4 separate regions of the Mus musculus genome follow, and regions 2, 3 and 4 are each linked to region 1. The links are chromatin contacts, called in public Hi-C and promoter capture Hi-C maps. All regions are on one chromosome and are shown on one strand. The core of a region is the stretch at or near the end of the contact, and the rest is flanking DNA. Distances in the headings are between cores, read along the strand shown. Region 1 holds the start of D630039A03Rik (RIKEN cDNA D630039A03 gene). Region 2 holds the start of Epb41l4b (erythrocyte membrane protein band 4.1 like 4b). Region 3 overlaps Ptpn3 (protein tyrosine phosphatase, non-receptor type 3). Region 4 holds the start of Ptpn3 (protein tyrosine phosphatase, non-receptor type 3).

Region 1 (3,725 bases), core at 886-3,385:
CCTGTCTCAAAAACAAACAAACAACAACAAGACAGATTTTTTAAAAAGAGGTTGGGAATTAGTCATGAGTTAGGGGAGGGGATGGCTATTGGAGGCTATACCCACCCTTGGTTCCTGTTCCTCTCTGCTTCTGCCTTAATGTGAACAAAGTCTGCCACATGCTCTTCCACCAGAGCATGGAAGAGAAGGAAGCCCTGAGATAAGAGAGGAGGGGGAAGAAAATAGAGTATAAAGGGGGGCATCTCTATGTGAACATGGTATGCTAATGGGAAACTAACAGAAGGAAAGGCAGGCATGGCATGTACCCATAATCCTAGCACTCACAGTGGGCACGGGAGTCCGATACAGGAGGATAGATAACATTGAGTTCCAGACCAGTTTGGGCTACAAAGTGAAACTGTCTAAAAAGTAAAAGAATTTAAAATTTTTTTAAATTAAAAAAAAAAAGACAAAGAAAATAAGGAAGAAAGGAACTAAGGGAAAGAGGGAAGGAGGGGAGAAGGAGGGAGGGAAGGAGGGAGGGAGAGTGGGAGGGAAGGGAGATGCCTCAGTTGGTTAAGTGCTTGTGTGCAAGCAAGAGGAGCTGAGTGCAGCTCTCCAGCTCAGCATAAAGGCAAGGCCAGGTGACATGAGTCTATAAGGCCAACACTGGGAACATACCCACCTGTAGGTCCTTGGAGCACATTGGCCAGACAGCCTCACCAAACTGGTGCATTTCAAGATCAGCAGAAGACCACCTCAGAATCATGATGCCCACACCTGTGCCATCAACCTTTGACTTCCATGCACACATGCATACACACACATGGGCATGTGTATCCGTACAAATGTGTACATATAACTCCTGAAAGGAAGGGAGGGAGCGAGGGAGGAAGGCAGAGATCAATCTAGGATCACTTCTTGATTCTATATATTCCTAACAATAAAATCTTCCCAATAACAAATTATCTTTTTCAAAACGAATGGCATTTTCAAGTGAGATTTCCCCACAAAGCACCCTGCACCATCTGGCTCCCTCCTGCTGCCAGAAAGATCAAAGACACCCCAACTATAACATCTAAAACTAGTCCCCTGTTGCTCCTCCCCGGTCATCTCTCCCTTCCTTCCTGTTTCCCTGAATGGTACTGTCATGGTCTACCCAACAAAAGCTAAATCTTACCAGCTCAGTTCCAGTTCTCTTGCTGCCATCTTAAATCTGGAGCCTGCAATGTGCCCTACTAGGAAGTAGGTTTATTGCCAATTTAATTAGTTAAATTAAGATGAGGTTATCAGGCTAAGCACTAATCCAGTGACTGGTGTCCTTATAAAAGGGGAAAATTTCAACATGAGAACATTACAACGAGACAAAGGTGAAGTGATTCCTTCATAAAAATGAAGGCCACCAGGCTGCAAAAGCAAGCCAGCAGGAGCTAGTCAAGGTTTATAGAACACTCTCCCACAGGATCGGACTCTGATCACACGTGATCTTGGATTTATAGTCTCTGAAACAAATAGAACAATGTCTGATGTTTAAACCACCCAGTTTGTGAGACTTTGTGATGGCAGCCCCAGTGAACTACCTTGACTACTCTTTGAAGATTTACCCTCCTCCATCCCCTACCCATTGCTCTGCAAGAGTGGCCAGTGGTAAGGATTGCCTTAGGAGAAAGAATCGCACTTACTTGAGTAAGCAGAGCAGAGCAGGGATAGATCACGGCTAGTGTAAGAAGAGGCAGTGTCTGCCATTCGCAGAAATGATAGGGCTGGCAAAAAGGGGGTGAGGGTGCACGTAGCTGTGGGCAAAATAAACACCCACTTGTTACTTAGTTGGAAAAAGCCAAGACCACAAAGGCTGCTCAAATGTCAAAGAGGTGGGGTTGGCGGGAAGCCAGGGCTACCCTGGACTCTGTCTCTATGGCAGACTTTATGCCGGAGTTTTTATCTGAGAGGTGTGCTGGGGGCTGCCTTCAAACCTTAGGGTGACCTTGTACACATCGGAGCCCCAGCTTTTGAAGTTGCAGAAGCTGTTTCTTTTTTTTTGTGGTGGTTGCTCATTAAGCCAGCAGGTTTTGATGACCTGCTAAGTCAAGTTCAAAATCTGTGAACTGAGCAGGCACCTGGCACTCCTCAGACCAGCTCGGCTCTGCCAGGAAACTGGAATCTCACGGTGGCCCTCGGAACGGCTTTCTAAGCTTGACCATCACTCAAGGAAGCCGTCTGGAATAAAAGCTCCCTGGACTGAGAAAGAGCGCAGCAGCTGAGCTGGATCCCTCGCTCGCTCAACTCCTACCTGTGGCTCTTCAACCCTCCCCACCTTCTCCTCCTGCCCACCCCACTCTCTGCTCTTAACCGCTCCTCACTCCATTCTCTCCTTGTCTTTCCGCTGCCCCCTTTTCAGCCCCTCTCCGAATCCTCCTCTTTAGTTAAGAACTAACTGTTCCCCACTCTTCCTCTCCCCACCTCCCCGATCTTGTCCCTTCCGTTTCTCCTTCTCTCTCCCCCCGTATCTTGCCAGCTTCTCTCCTTGCTCCCTGTTCTTCTTCTCTTTCTTTCACGCTACCGTCTACACTTCTTTTCTCCTCCCCTCCCCCTGCCTCAGCCCTCAGTGTTTGCTCTTCTCCCGGATGCGGATGAAAGGGTTGGCCTGCCCGTGCCCTGCTCTACCCAAGTTCTTGGAACTGGGGACCTGCTTAATGGCTGAGGGTTCCAGGACTCAGGCGCCAGGTCAAGGGCCTCCTGTAAACATCCAGTTTCTTCGTGCCCAGTATGAAGGTCTGAGGAAACAGCAGAGGACCCAGGCCCACCTAATGGTGTTCCCTAAAGGTAGGGCTGGGCGTGTGTTGCAGAGGGGGGAACTTCTGTGGGTGGAACCGGGGGGACTGAAAGTCCACGGAGAGGAAGAAAAAAGCTGTTTGCTGACCCAGTCAGCACCGAGCCACGGAAGCTTGATCAGGGTGGCTGTGCCCAGCCTGTTTCTTAGCCAAAGGAACAGAGGCCTCTCTGCCAAGCATTTGGCCAACGGCCACTGTTCCTGGTCTCCGTGTCTATTTTCCCCTAATTCTGATCTGGCTTGACTGGTTGGTCAGGTGAGCAGTCTTGGCACCCTCCTACTAGGCTAAGTAGGATGATGGAGAGTCAGCCTCCTGACTGGATCCACAGGCAAAACAGAGAGAATGGCTTTGCAGAAGAAAGATGGGGAGTCCCAATTTTAGAGCAACTGGCTGAGTCAGGATTCAGGGCTCAAGCAGGCAAAGAGTTCTACATTCTACAGTGATAGGTATCACACCTTAGCACAGAGCGGTTCTGCACAGGCTTGGGACAAAGCCTGAGTTTACCTTCCCCCATGCCCCCTCCAGACTAAACCAAACCAAAGCCGGTGGAAAGATAAAAGATGGGGGGCTGTGGTTAAGATCACAGCGTTGCTCTTGCAGAGAGGATCTGGGGTCCATTCCAGCACCTACATGGTGGCTTGCAACCCTCTCGCTCCAGTTCCAATCCTTTTCTGAACTCCACAGGCACCAGGCATGCATGTGGTGCACATATGTACATGCAGGCAAAAACATTTCTACGTGCAAAAATAAAATTAATCTTGAAAGCCTCTTTTAAAAGGAAGGGGAAACAAGTGTAAAACTTGTCTGTGCTCCTGAATATTCTCATTTGCTTGAAGGAGGACCCTATGCTAAAGGATTTGCAGTCTAGGGCTTTAGCAGAAGGTTTCACTATTTGGCTAGGGGCCACGGACCCCT
Region 2 (3,725 bases), core at 508-3,007, 770 kb after region 1:
GGCAGCTGTCAGACCTTGGGCAAGCATATTACAAACCTAAGTTCTAAATCCATCTAAGTGAACGGGAATGCATAGAACTGTCTTGGAGAGTTGGAATGAGGAGTAATGAAGATGCAAACGGTGAAATCTAAGACAATGCCTGGCTTTCAATAAATGTCTCTTTTGGAATGAGTCCTACATTCACCCCCTGTCTTCTCTGTGTGCTTTGCTGAGGTCACTGCTTCCCCAACTCTTTCTTAAACTGTCATTTGCTTGCCAACCATGTTACAAGCTCCACCAGTAGCTCTGGAGCCCAATGAGTCTGTATGTCAGTCTCTTAAGCTCTCCAAAGCTCAGTTTCCTCCTTTGTATGATCCAGGTAATAACCTGTACGCTAACAGGCTAAATTAAGACATATGGAAAGGGCTTACCGTAATGTCTGGCACAAAATTAGGGCCTGATAAACAGTAGTGTTATTCTCCCCAAAGGCCTGGCCTCCTTTCAGCTTCATTTCCCACATTCCTTTCTGCAACACAGGACAACTCACTTGTCTGTGGGCAAACCCTGAACCTGTGGGCATTGATTGTTAGCAATTCGCTGTCTCCAGTTTGCTCCATGTGCCCTATGCAATTCATTCTTATGTTCTGCTTCGCTTCCCAGGAGTCTGTCCAACCTTGACCAACCTTCTCAGTAGCAATAGCTTATGCAGGACCTTTCCTTAATTCTGGGCATGGGCGAGGTCCTTGAAGCAGGGTGTCTCCAAAGGAGTATGGAAAAGTACTTCCCCTCCTCGCAGGCCTCAATTTTCTTGTTTGGAACGGGTCCGTTGGACTGGCAGGTTAAAGCTCCAGCCAGGGTTGAGATTTTAAGCAGATAGAATTTCATTAAGTGGCAGGGACCTTCTAGGTCGCCTACTCCACTTCTGCAGAAGGAGAAACTGAGTACGGTTGGTGTTTTGTTTTTGTTTTTGTTTTTCTTCCAGAAAGAGCCGTGTTTTTCTTTGCCCTAGGGGTAAGACTTCCCTGGAAGGAGACAGTCTTATTTTCTTCATCTGGTCAAGCAGGAGGAACTCTTGGACTTCTAGGGGGTCCTGCGCGCCCGGAAACACGTGTGTGCTCACCTACGTGTACGCACGTGAGCGCACCTACAGCAGCAGGGGGCGCTCGGGCCGGCAGGGGGCAGCACAAGCCCGGCGCAGCCCCGGGGGAGGAGGGCGTGCTGCAGTGCCGGCGGCGGCGGCTGGAGGTGCAGCCCTCCCAGGTGGGAGGCGGGGGCTGCGGGCGCAGGAAAAGGCGCCCCGGGAGCGGGCGCTCGGCGGGGGCCTCCTCGGGCCGGGCGCGGCGCGAGTGGGAGCGAGCGCGCCGGGAGCACGCAGGCGCTTTGCTCCGGCTGGCCCTCGGCCGGCGCGCGGCGCGGGAGCAGCCCGCAGCCGGGTCCCCCCGCGGCGCTCTTCGCGGGGCAGCGGCCACGCAGCAGCCGGCACCGACCGACCGCCCCAAGCGCGCGGCAGCGACAGCGGCGACAGCAGCGGGACGGTCCCCCGGGCCGCCTGTGCGCGTTCTCTCCCGCGCGGCTACTCTCGGCGGGCGCTGGCCCGGCCGACGCGTCCCGCGGGCGGCCGGAGCGCGGCGGCGGCCTCGGCTGGGGCGGGAGCGAGCCCCGGGCCGCAGCCCGCGGGAGGCGGCGCGGCGCGGCGGGCACTGACGGCGGCGCCGGGCGCTCCCGGGCGGCGGCGCGGCGGCAGCGCAGGGGGCGGAGGCAGGGGGCGCCCCCGGCCAGGATGCTGCGGTTCCTGCGCCGGACCTTTGGCCGCCGCTCCATGCAGCGCTACGCGCGGGGCGCGGCGGGGCGCGGGGCCGCCGGGCTGGGGGACGAGCGCGACGGGGGGCCGCGAGGGGGCCCGGCTGCCGCCGCCAGCTCCTCGGTGCTGCCCGCCGCGCCCGGGGGCAGCGTATTCCCGGCCGGCGGCGGGCCCCTGCTCACCGGCGGCGCGGCTGTGCACATCTCCGCCTCGGGAGCTGCCAAGGCCACCCTTTACTGCCGTGTCTTCCTGCTCGACGGAACCGAAGTGAGCGTGGACCTGCCGGTGAGTGACGCGGCGCGTGCGGGGCACTAGCAGCCTGCTCTGCTTGGGTCAGAACCCCCTGTCCCAGTCTTTCTTTCTCTCTGGGAAGCTACCCGGGCTGTTTTTTGGGGACCCCTCCCCCATCTTCTGCCAATCTTCCCCAGCCATGAACCCTCCCAGACCACCAGCCCGGGTATGCTCTGGGGCCCAGTCTTTGGCACCTTGCAACCGCAGGGTTGCGGCGCCCTTCTTTGGCGACCACCTAGGATTTTTGTGCCTCACTCCTACCCCATGCTATCCCATGCACACGTCCCTACGTCCCCTCCCCTTGGCGCAGGTGGCTGGCATTCCCTGCCAATGTTGGCCTTCGGCTGCTGGATTGAGTAGAATTTTTCAAGCGACGCAGGGCTGTTCCGGGGTATCCCGCTTTGGGTATCAGGCCTTGGTGGAGAAGAAATCCTTGCCTGCTGCTCAGCAGGTGCCCCAAGTTTGGGAAGAGGCTTAGGGAACAGTTTTGCCGCTCTGCCTTCTCCCGATTCCCCGTGGATGGCCCCCATAGGGAGCCTATCCCAAAGTGCTCCCTGGCTCACAACCTCGCAGGGAGTGGAGCGACTTGGGAGCCAACTCAGGCCAGGTCCGCTTTGAACGGAGAGATAAGCCTTGGCGTGCTGGGAGTTGGCCCCGGTCCCCTCTGGACTGGCCTACCCACTCTCTCCCACACCCGGCAGTTTGCGTGGTTCGTTCAGGGCATCCCGGGGTGGCAGCACCAGGGCCTGCGTCCGGTTCACACACCCACAGGTGGTTGCACCCGGGCCCAGTTCCAGTGGCAAGCTAGGCCAGCGCCAGTGTCTCCGACAGGGAGTCCAGCCGCCAAAAGAGCCTTTTTGGCCGAAGGGGCCAGTCAGATCCTATCAAACGCTGCACTAACGGGCGCCCACTGCGCTGCGGCAGACGGTGCCTTCGGGAATCTTTGGGCATGACTGAAGACACCGCAGTAATTGAGCTTTAGATGAGTTACAGATTGTCCGGAGTGTTTAGGCCTCCGGACAGTCTGTAACTGGGTGGTAGGAATTCGTTGGATTTAAGGAGAGAACACTTAACCTGTAAGGGTTTCAGATGGGAAAAATCAGCCTCGCTAGCCTAGGCTCTAATGCTGCTTCCTGTGGGTTAATTTGGAGACAGCTTCAATTTATGGTAGTTTCATTTTTGTGGTTCCTGTGCTCTATAGGAGAGCATTTTGTCACAAAAATATCCTCGCGAGGCCTTTTCATAGAAAAGGTGCCAACATTCCCCAGCCCAAAGCTGTTGTCTTTTAAAAAGCATGCATGTCACCGCTCCCCAAGAATGAGGCTCGCCAGCTCTGATGCAGAGAGGCAGCCTGCGAGTCGGGGAGCAGAGGCTAGGTGAGTGGGCAGCTTGGGTTGAGAGAGGCTGTGGCGCAGTTTGCATCTGGCAGAGGAATGATACCCCCGGGAACTTTGTCGGTGCTCCCTGCCTGGTAGTTTTCGTGGCTGTTCCCCAGGGATAATTGGCTTATAAAATGTATTGCTACTGTCAGGTTTGTGCGACAGGCTTAAGTGGTGTTTCTGAGATGAAAAATTGCAAACGGAGTAAAGTGCCTGTGTGCTAAAGAGATCCAAACAGGTACACAAACGAACAGGTTGGGAAGCTGACTGACTGC
Region 3 (3,725 bases), core at 913-3,412, 630 kb after region 1:
GGCTGTCCTGGAACTCACTCTGTAGACCAGGCTAGCCTTGAACTCAGAAATCCTCCTGCCTCTGCCTCCCCTGTTTGGTTTTTGGTTTTTGGTTTTTAGTTTTATCACAATAGAAAGCAAACCAGGACACACCTGCATACTCACATGAAAGATCAAAACTGGGTAAACCCACAGAGACAGAAGACGGTAGAGAGATTGCTTGGAATTGGGTAGGTGCGTATTGCTTAATGGGTACAGAGTTTCTGTTTGGAGTGAGGGAATTTTCTGGAAATAGTGGTAATAGTTGCACAATGTTGAGTATGAATATAATTAATGTCACAGAGTTGTACTTAAAAGTGACCCTATATATTTTTGAAAAGCACAATTAAAAAAATAAGTTCAGTGTTAGCATCCGTGCCTGGGGAAAGCTCGGCTCTTTCAGGAGCCCCCGGGATGGATTGTGACACAGGAGATACACAGGCTCAGCCCAGGGTCTGAGCCCTGCTCTTGTCTCTGATACAGATTTCCAGCAAGGCACTGAGTGGCCATGAGTGGCATTCATGTATCCGTCTAGTCCAGTGTAAGGATTGCTCTACCTGATGAAAAGACAGAAAACGGTTAACTTAGGTGATGACCCACCACCCCCAGATTGCCCTCGATAGCCTGTTGGTTGGTCTTGCTGGGTTTGAGCTTGAGCATCGGTCTGGTCTCTTCCTATCAGCTCACCCAGCCAGGTTTCCTCCCTAAGGAAAGGAGTTTCCTGGTTTCACCCTAACACACATCTCTTCTAGCCATGAAATTAATTAACAGCGCCTGTCCTAGTCACCTGTTCCTTCTCTATATTTTCTGTGGGTCCTTTTGAAAATCTGAGCCCCACTAATGAAGAGTGGGTTGAATGTCCAGCTGTGGTCATGCACACCCACTTGGAACACTGTAAGTTTGGAAGATAGGAGGTCCGTGATGTTTGAATGAAGTACCCGAACACATGTGGACCAGTGAGTGATAGTGCAGACCCTGATGTGCTGTAAAGTGGAGATGTTACAGCTTCCTGAAACCCATGAGCACAACTCAAACAAAATCACCCTCCAGATTGGCTTGTTGCTTTGCTTCAGGTATGCTCTCCAGAGAATGCCCTTGGAGATCACGTGTTCTCCCTCCTCCCCCTGGACCAGCTCAGAGCCTCCTTGCTTAGCTCAGAGCCTCCATGCTTAGCTCAGAGCCTCCTTGCTTAGCTCAGAGCCTCCTTGCTTAGCTCAGAGCCTCCTTGCTTAGCTCAGAGCCTCCTTGCTTCTTGCTTTTGGCACATGCAGATTCTGTTTTACTGAGCCGGAGCACCCATTTGTGTTGTAGATTCTGAGACTGGATTGTATCTTCCTGCAGACTCAGGTCTCCAACATACCCTAGGTGTCTCCCTTGCTTATAGTCCCACGAAGACTGTCTTTTTTTTTTTTTTTTTTTAGTTATTTTCTTCATATACATTTAAAAAAAAAGACTGTCTTTCTTAATTAGATCCTCTGTTTGGAATCATTAGGTGTACCTGCAAATGTAAAAGAGCTGGCTGAGTTCAAGTTTATAGAGTCCAGGCTGCAGTGAGGACCTCTCTGGGGTTATAGGAGTGTCGAGACCCAAGGCCAACTCCAGGGTCTGGCCTCAGGTACTAGGTGGCTCCTAGGAAGCTAATTATTAACAGTGGGGTGGCTTTCTGATCTGCTGGAAAGGCCTTGATTGGCACACGATGCTTTTCCGCTGGCACCTTTTAGAAGACCGAGGAAATCGTTTGCTTTGTTTCTCAATTTGAAAAGGTGCTGAAAGGGCCGTGACCTTCCCAGAAAAAGGACTGTCCCTTGGGTGTTGTTTCTTTTTTAAGTTTTCTGAGACACCTGTTAGAAGCATTGTGTCACCTTCCAGTAGAGGAACATGGGTAATAAACAGCTATATCATTACCTGTGTTTCTAATGTTGCAGAATTAACTGGGGAGAAAGGTGGCTTTTCTAGACCACTTCCTTCATAAGAGGAAATTCACCTCCACGTGAGCCTTGGGGAATGCTTATAAAGATTATCTCAAAAGGGTAAGAATAGACCTGCAGTCAGTAAATTACAGAGGCAGAGTGATTAAGTATGGGGCGGTGTTTTGCCTCCAGTGAATCACCTGTAATTCACCTCCCGCCCAGTGGCATTGGGTCAGGAGACTTGGAGCTGGCAATTGTGTAATGCTAGCACTGAATGGGGATCCATATGACTGTTGGAGTTGACCATGACTGGGCATGCTTTCCTGAGGCTAATCTACTGACCTGGACAACGGTTCAGTGCCTTCAAAAGCCACGATGTCAGGAGAGATAATGGATGGAAAAGCACTTGGAACCTCAGATGCCCTGTGGGACCTTCTTCCTCCCGCGGCAATCCCAGCTTGGGGGTGGCCCAGGGACCTAAGAAGGAGGTAGGTCGAGTGTAGACTGTGGGTATGGAAGACCAGCTACTCTGCTGCCCCTCAGAAATGTTTACAGGGGATGCAGCGGAGACCTAGGAAGTAAGTCAGTTTGTCCAGGGTCACGTTAGTCACTGGTAAGTGGCCGAGCTGGAGGCCTGCTGAGTTAGTTACTCCTCTAAAATGGATTTTCTTCAGTTCACCAAGCACTGGCTTCAACACATGTCGGGGTTCAGTCTAAATAAGTGCAACAGAACCAACAAAATACACTTTTTCTTAAGACTTGAAACACTTGCTTTTATTAGTAGTTCTAGGAACAACCATACCTTTTGGCATTTTGCGCATGTCCAGTTTCCAGAACCATGGTGTTTTGAATGTTCATATACATTTCTTTTCTTTTCTTTTTTTTTTTTTTTTTTTGGTTTTTCGAGACAGGGTTTCTCTGTATAGCCCTGGCTAACCTGGAACTTACTCTGTAGACCAGGCTGGCCTCAGAAATCCACCTGCCTCTGCCTCCCAAATGCTGGGGTTAAAGGCGTGTGCCACCACTGTCCGGCTACATTTCTTTTATTATTCGTCTGTCCTCATTTTATCTTGAGGGGGGAAAAAAAAACTTCGGGAAGCTGAATAGGCACCATGAGAGCACATCTCTATCTCAGTTTCTAGAGGCAGTGGCGGCTGGCATGGTTACTGTGTTTGGTCTAACCCAAGATGACCTGTTGGGATTGAAACCTTCCAAGCAGAGGGCTTTAGGGGCTGGAACGAGCCTCTGCGGGCTCTCTCCTAGGAGACCCATGAAGGAAGAGGTGGCCGAAGAAAAGACTTTCCAGGATGCTAGGAAGTAGGGGTTGGGAATGGGAGCAAGGATAAGGGTTGGAGCGTTTTTATGTGTTTCCTTGAGATAAAACCTTGGGGAAGGCAGCTCTATGGTAGTGAGTATGGGTTTTCTCTGGCCCAGCTGGCCCTGGCTTCAGACATCTTGGCAGGGGCGGAGGCTGGCAGGACATTCTGCTGTGAGATTCCAGCCTCTTGGCTGGGATGCACCATGATTAACACATCCCAAACCTTTCAAAGTGACTTTAGCTGTTTTCTTTAGTGAAGGCTTCTGCCGCTTTTTTTGGCTGTAAAGGGGTCGGGGGCTGAAGCCCAAGACCGAAATATCAGAGGCTGACACCCAAATGGGTGTGGCCATGGCCTTGGGCAAATATTAACACAGTATTTTTGTAAAGTTTATGCAACTTGATTCATGTTCCTGTAGAGTAAATTTATTCCATCCTGCTTTTTCCAGTCTGTTCTGAGCTTGGTGGAACTGTCCATGGGC
Region 4 (3,725 bases), core at 328-2,827, 620 kb after region 1:
TCCGAGCATGCCCAGTGCTCTCCCCGCCACTCCGAAAAGTGCTGCCCTGGCGCCCGAGCTCCAGGTTTTGCGTGCGATCCTAGGCGGGGCCAGGACAGTGCAACCCCTAGGACTCCGGGCTCTGTAGGAATTCCCCGGACGCGAGGTTCTGGCGGCGCCTGCAGCGGTGCACTACCTTGGGACAGAGACCGGGATCTAAGCCAGGAAGTCAGGCACGGCTGAGGGTCTCGTGGTGACATGGGAACAAAAGGTTCTCGGGATATCTAGCACCCAGGTCCGACCATAGAATCCTAACCATCTCTCCATCCTTTTGTTATCATATTCATTCAACAAAACGTTTTTAGTTCTTACTGGAAGCCAAGCGTCGTTTAGAGGCTGGGTCTCTTGAGAGGCGGAGTTACCGAGCTGACACAGAGGGGAGGTACTCCTTAAGGGGGAAATCTAAGTCGCGAGAGACAGCCGGCAACATACTCCAGCAGCCCCTCCGCTCGCCCTTCCGTTTCACGGGCACAAAGCTTGCGCTCGTTTTGTTTTGAGGTTTTTTTGTTTTTGTTTTTGTTTTGTTTTTGCACCGGCTTTATCGTCCCAAGAAAGCTTCCTTGTTTAGCTGCGTGACTGAATGGTATTTGTCACCTGATCTGGTTGTTCCACCAGCTCTCACCGGGCCACCCCCTATCTTTCTTGCCTGGCTCCTTTCCCCTGTTCTTAGAATTTATCACCTAATACCCTGCGTTGTTTACGGACCTGTTGTTTGTTGCGAGAAAGTCCCTTCTAAACTCCCAACAAGGGGCAGAGATTTTGTCTATATATTAAGTGTGAAGAACGTAAGTAACTGTTGAATGGATAAGTGATACATGCTTGGAGTGCGGTAATGGACTTGGAGAGGGAGCAAGAGGTCAGGGCTAATTTAGAAAGGTAGCCAGAAAGGTCTCTCCTACAAGAGGCACCTGAATGGTGAGAGGGCTCGAAACACCAGCAAAGCAGGGCAAAAGACGTCCTACCTCGAGGGAAAGGCAGTGTAAAGGTCTCCAGGCGGGTCAAGTTCAGAGGGTATGATGGGGAGGAAGGTGCAGTCGGAGCGCAGGAAGACAGGTGTGGGAGGAGGCGGAAGAGGCCGGCTGGAACGCCCGCCACTAGGGGCCCTATAGGCTTTGGGAAGGGCTAACCTGCCTGGTGTCCTAGGACCAGCAAAGGAGCCCTGCGACCCCCAACTCAGCCACGGAGCCGCTGGAGTCAGCGAGACCCCCAACTCAGCCACGAAGCCACCGCGCAAGGCTCGCTGTCATTTCAGATTCGTTGAGCGCCAAGCCCTTGCCATTCTTAGGCATGCAATCCGGGAAAGCCAGGCACACAGTAGGTGTTCAATAAATGCTAAAAGCACGAATGGCTGCGTGCGTGAGCCAGGGGACCTGGAGGTCTGCGGGAGTTTGGCAGGTGGTCTGCGGAGGCCAGTGGCAGCGTCCCACGAGTTTGCCCCGGGCCCGCCCCTGTCCCGGGTCCCCCGCCCCGCGCGCGGGCCCGTCGCGGCCACAGCCGGGCCGGCGGGAGCCGCCCGCGGGCTGCACTGGGCATGCTCAGACGGCGGCCAGGTCGCGGCGCGAGCGAGCTTCAGTGCCGCCCGCCCGCGCGACCTACCTGGGCGCCCCGCGCCCCCGGATGCTGCAGGTATGGGAGACTGGGTCCTCTGCGGGGAGGGTCGGAGCGCGGGCTGCTGCGATCGCGGACACGCGGGGCTTACCCAACCCCCACCCGGTCCGGGGCTCGGCGGACACGCGGGAGGACTAGCGGTTGAGCTGGTAGCCCCAGGTCTCCGCGCCACGTCGGGCATCCGGGGGGCGCAGGCCCGGATCACCTGGCGGGGCTGGGGCGGGGCGCGGGCGTGGGCGGCAAAAGGCTGGGCGTTCTGGACGCAGCGGCGCGGGCGTGGGCGTGCGCTCCAGTCTGGCCGAGCCCTGGGCTTGGCGCCGAGGTATCCGCAGCCCGGCAGAGGGGGCGCACCGCTGCGGGGATCCAGCTCTCCGCGGTCCCCGAAGCTCAGCCACCCGGGGCGAATTCCCCTTCAGATTGCAAAGATGGCATTTCCTGGGCCTGGCACGAACTCCAGTGCCAAACCAATCCGCCCCGTTCCGCGGGCGACCGGGGTGGCTTCTCTGGTAACTTGCGGTGTGACACTGCTGCGTTGTGCAGGGAGAGAGCGCGCCCGGAAACCCCCGCCCCCGGTTGCTGCCTCCTAAACTTATTACGAACTTGAGGGTTGCCTTTAAAAAATTCATGAGAAGTTAAGATAACTTGACACCTGGGTGTTCCGTGAAGGTACAGGGAACTTGTGGTTGGGAAACTCTAGACCTAGGTTCAAGTTGGGCTCTTCCCCTTGGCCAGCTGGTGACCTTGGACGAGTCGTTTAACCTCTCTGATCCTCCATTTCCTCCACTGCACGCAGGCAGCAATAATGCCCACCTCGCCTGGTTGGTGGTGGATTAAGTAGGATAAATGGTGTGGAGGTGTTTGGCTCCGTGCCCGGCATAAAGCAAGCGAGCAGTTGGCGTGATGTGATTTTAATTCAGTTAGAGACCCTCATGGCTCCCATTTTGTCAGGAAGGTAGAATTAGGCAGTCATTTTCTGGGTCTGTGTTTGTGCCCAGGAGAACGTCTGCTGAGGCTTTGAAAAAAGCAACTCCACAGAGCGGTGGTGAGCTGCTCTTGTTTAATGGCAGTCTTTGTGAGTTCCGAAACTCCAGAAGTTGACACTCGGGCCTCACAGAAAGAACTATTTTTGCAAGATGATCCATCTTGCAAATGTCGAAGCGGATGAATTGGAAATCCTGGTTGGGAAAAAGATGCATATTCTGCAAAGCTCTCATGCTTAACCTTATGTTTTTGGATTGGGGAGCGGGGGTCTCTTAGCTTCTCACAGCGGGTTTGATCGTTCTTTGTGGTGGCTGCTCCTTGTGCATTACAGAGTGCCCAAAAGCCTCTGCTCAGTAGGTTCCAGTAGCAGCCTGCTTCCGACCGTGCCTACCAGGAATGCCTCTATATAGTGTCTGGGTTGAAGTGCCTCACCACCTCCACCCCTCCCCCACCCCACCCCCCGTGTCGTCCCTCTTTCCCCTTTTAGTAGAATTAACTGAGTGAGATAGCCTCCGCCTTCTGTGTAACCTAGGCTAAATGAGGATTTCATCTGGACTTTTGTTTTCTTTTTTTTCAATGATAATATCGAACCTTTGCAGTCACCTTGCAGAGCTGTGCTAGGTATGTGGACTATCTCATTTCAGTTTTACAGGTCTCCCTCTGAGACTGGTGTCACGATCCCATTTTATAGAGGAAGACATTGAGGCTCTGAGCAGGCAACTGTACCGTCCTGGGTATGACTGGGATGGAGGAAACCATGCTTCTGGTTCTGGGGGCAGAGCTTTTTCTTCTGGATAAGACTGCCATGTGTGTCTTACACAGATGTCTTTCCCGATGATTAAATCAAGATCTAGATTGTATTGGAAAACGGAAGCCTTCCTGAGATTGACTAGTTGAAAATTAACAATGGTAAGCTATTTTCTGACTGAGAGTAGGCCATTCTAGTTAAATATTCTAGTATATGAGCGCTCCCATAAATCCCAGCACACAGTTAATGGAATACCAGTCTGCCGAGAATTAGAATAGAATAAAACATGCCTATTACTCTATATTGATCTGTGTTGTCCCTGGTGATTTGTCTCATCCACAGACTAGTG

What was found. Promoter capture Hi-C pulls out the DNA fragments that hold promoters and counts their contacts. A called contact is a pair of places that touch in the nucleus more often than the background predicts.
Region 2: a promoter capture Hi-C map of liver shows a contact between it and region 1, with 4 times the contacts expected there. The contact joins the promoter of Epb41l4b here to the promoter of D630039A03Rik in region 1.
Region 3: a contact with region 1 is called in a Hi-C map of liver, with 2.7 times the contacts expected there. The contact joins the enhancer-like site here to the promoter of D630039A03Rik in region 1. A contact is called at or near these places in 1 of 39 promoter capture datasets (liver) and 1 of 484 Hi-C or Micro-C datasets (liver).
Region 4: a promoter capture Hi-C map of liver shows a contact between it and region 1, with 2.1 times the contacts expected there. The contact joins the promoter of Ptpn3 here to the promoter of D630039A03Rik in region 1. A contact is called at or near these places in 1 of 39 promoter capture datasets (liver), 3 of 115 datasets of contacts at active chromatin or transcription factors (embryonic forebrain, embryonic stem cells and pancreatic cancer cells) and 1 of 9 other capture datasets (liver).

The regions. Positions count from the first base shown.
Region 1 is chr4:57,914,674-57,918,398 of GRCm38.p6, reverse strand. D630039A03Rik (RIKEN cDNA D630039A03 gene) reads left to right here and starts at 2,135. Exons shown (of 2, transcript NM_178727.2): 1 at 2,135-2,802. The coding sequence starts at 2,604. It overlaps Gm42293 (a long non-coding RNA gene), which reads right to left and starts at 1,891. Exons shown (of 5, transcript XR_881308.3): 1 at 1,662-1,891; 2 at 665-844; 3 at 325-401; 4 at 106-194; 5 at 1.
Region 2 is chr4:57,141,188-57,144,912 of GRCm38.p6, reverse strand. Epb41l4b (erythrocyte membrane protein band 4.1 like 4b) reads left to right here and starts at 1,757. Exons shown (of 25, transcript NM_001355492.1): 1 at 1,757-2,065. The coding sequence starts at 1,760. It overlaps LOC108168956, which reads left to right and starts at 262. Exons shown (of 2, transcript XM_017320489.1): 1 at 262-307; 2 at 922-1,655. The coding sequence starts at 262. The coding sequence ends at 1,655.
Region 3 is chr4:57,280,803-57,284,527 of GRCm38.p6, reverse strand. The region is part of intron 1 of Ptpn3 (protein tyrosine phosphatase, non-receptor type 3); the gene reads left to right. Among named protein-coding and RNA genes, the nearest start is that of Gm12536, 17 kb to the left of the region's middle. Within about 2 kb of position 2,162, at least 51 of the 459 cell types and tissues checked have an H3K27ac peak or open chromatin away from gene starts, as enhancers often do. A contact at or near this core is called in liver, where this site is marked.
Region 4 is chr4:57,298,221-57,301,945 of GRCm38.p6, reverse strand. It overlaps Ptpn3 (protein tyrosine phosphatase, non-receptor type 3), which reads left to right and starts at 1,577. Exons shown (of 26, transcript NM_001384115.1): 1 at 1,577-1,665. Gm12536 (a long non-coding RNA gene) reads right to left here and starts at 2,207. Exons shown (of 3, transcript XR_003955208.1): 1 at 1,636-2,207; 2 at 1-175.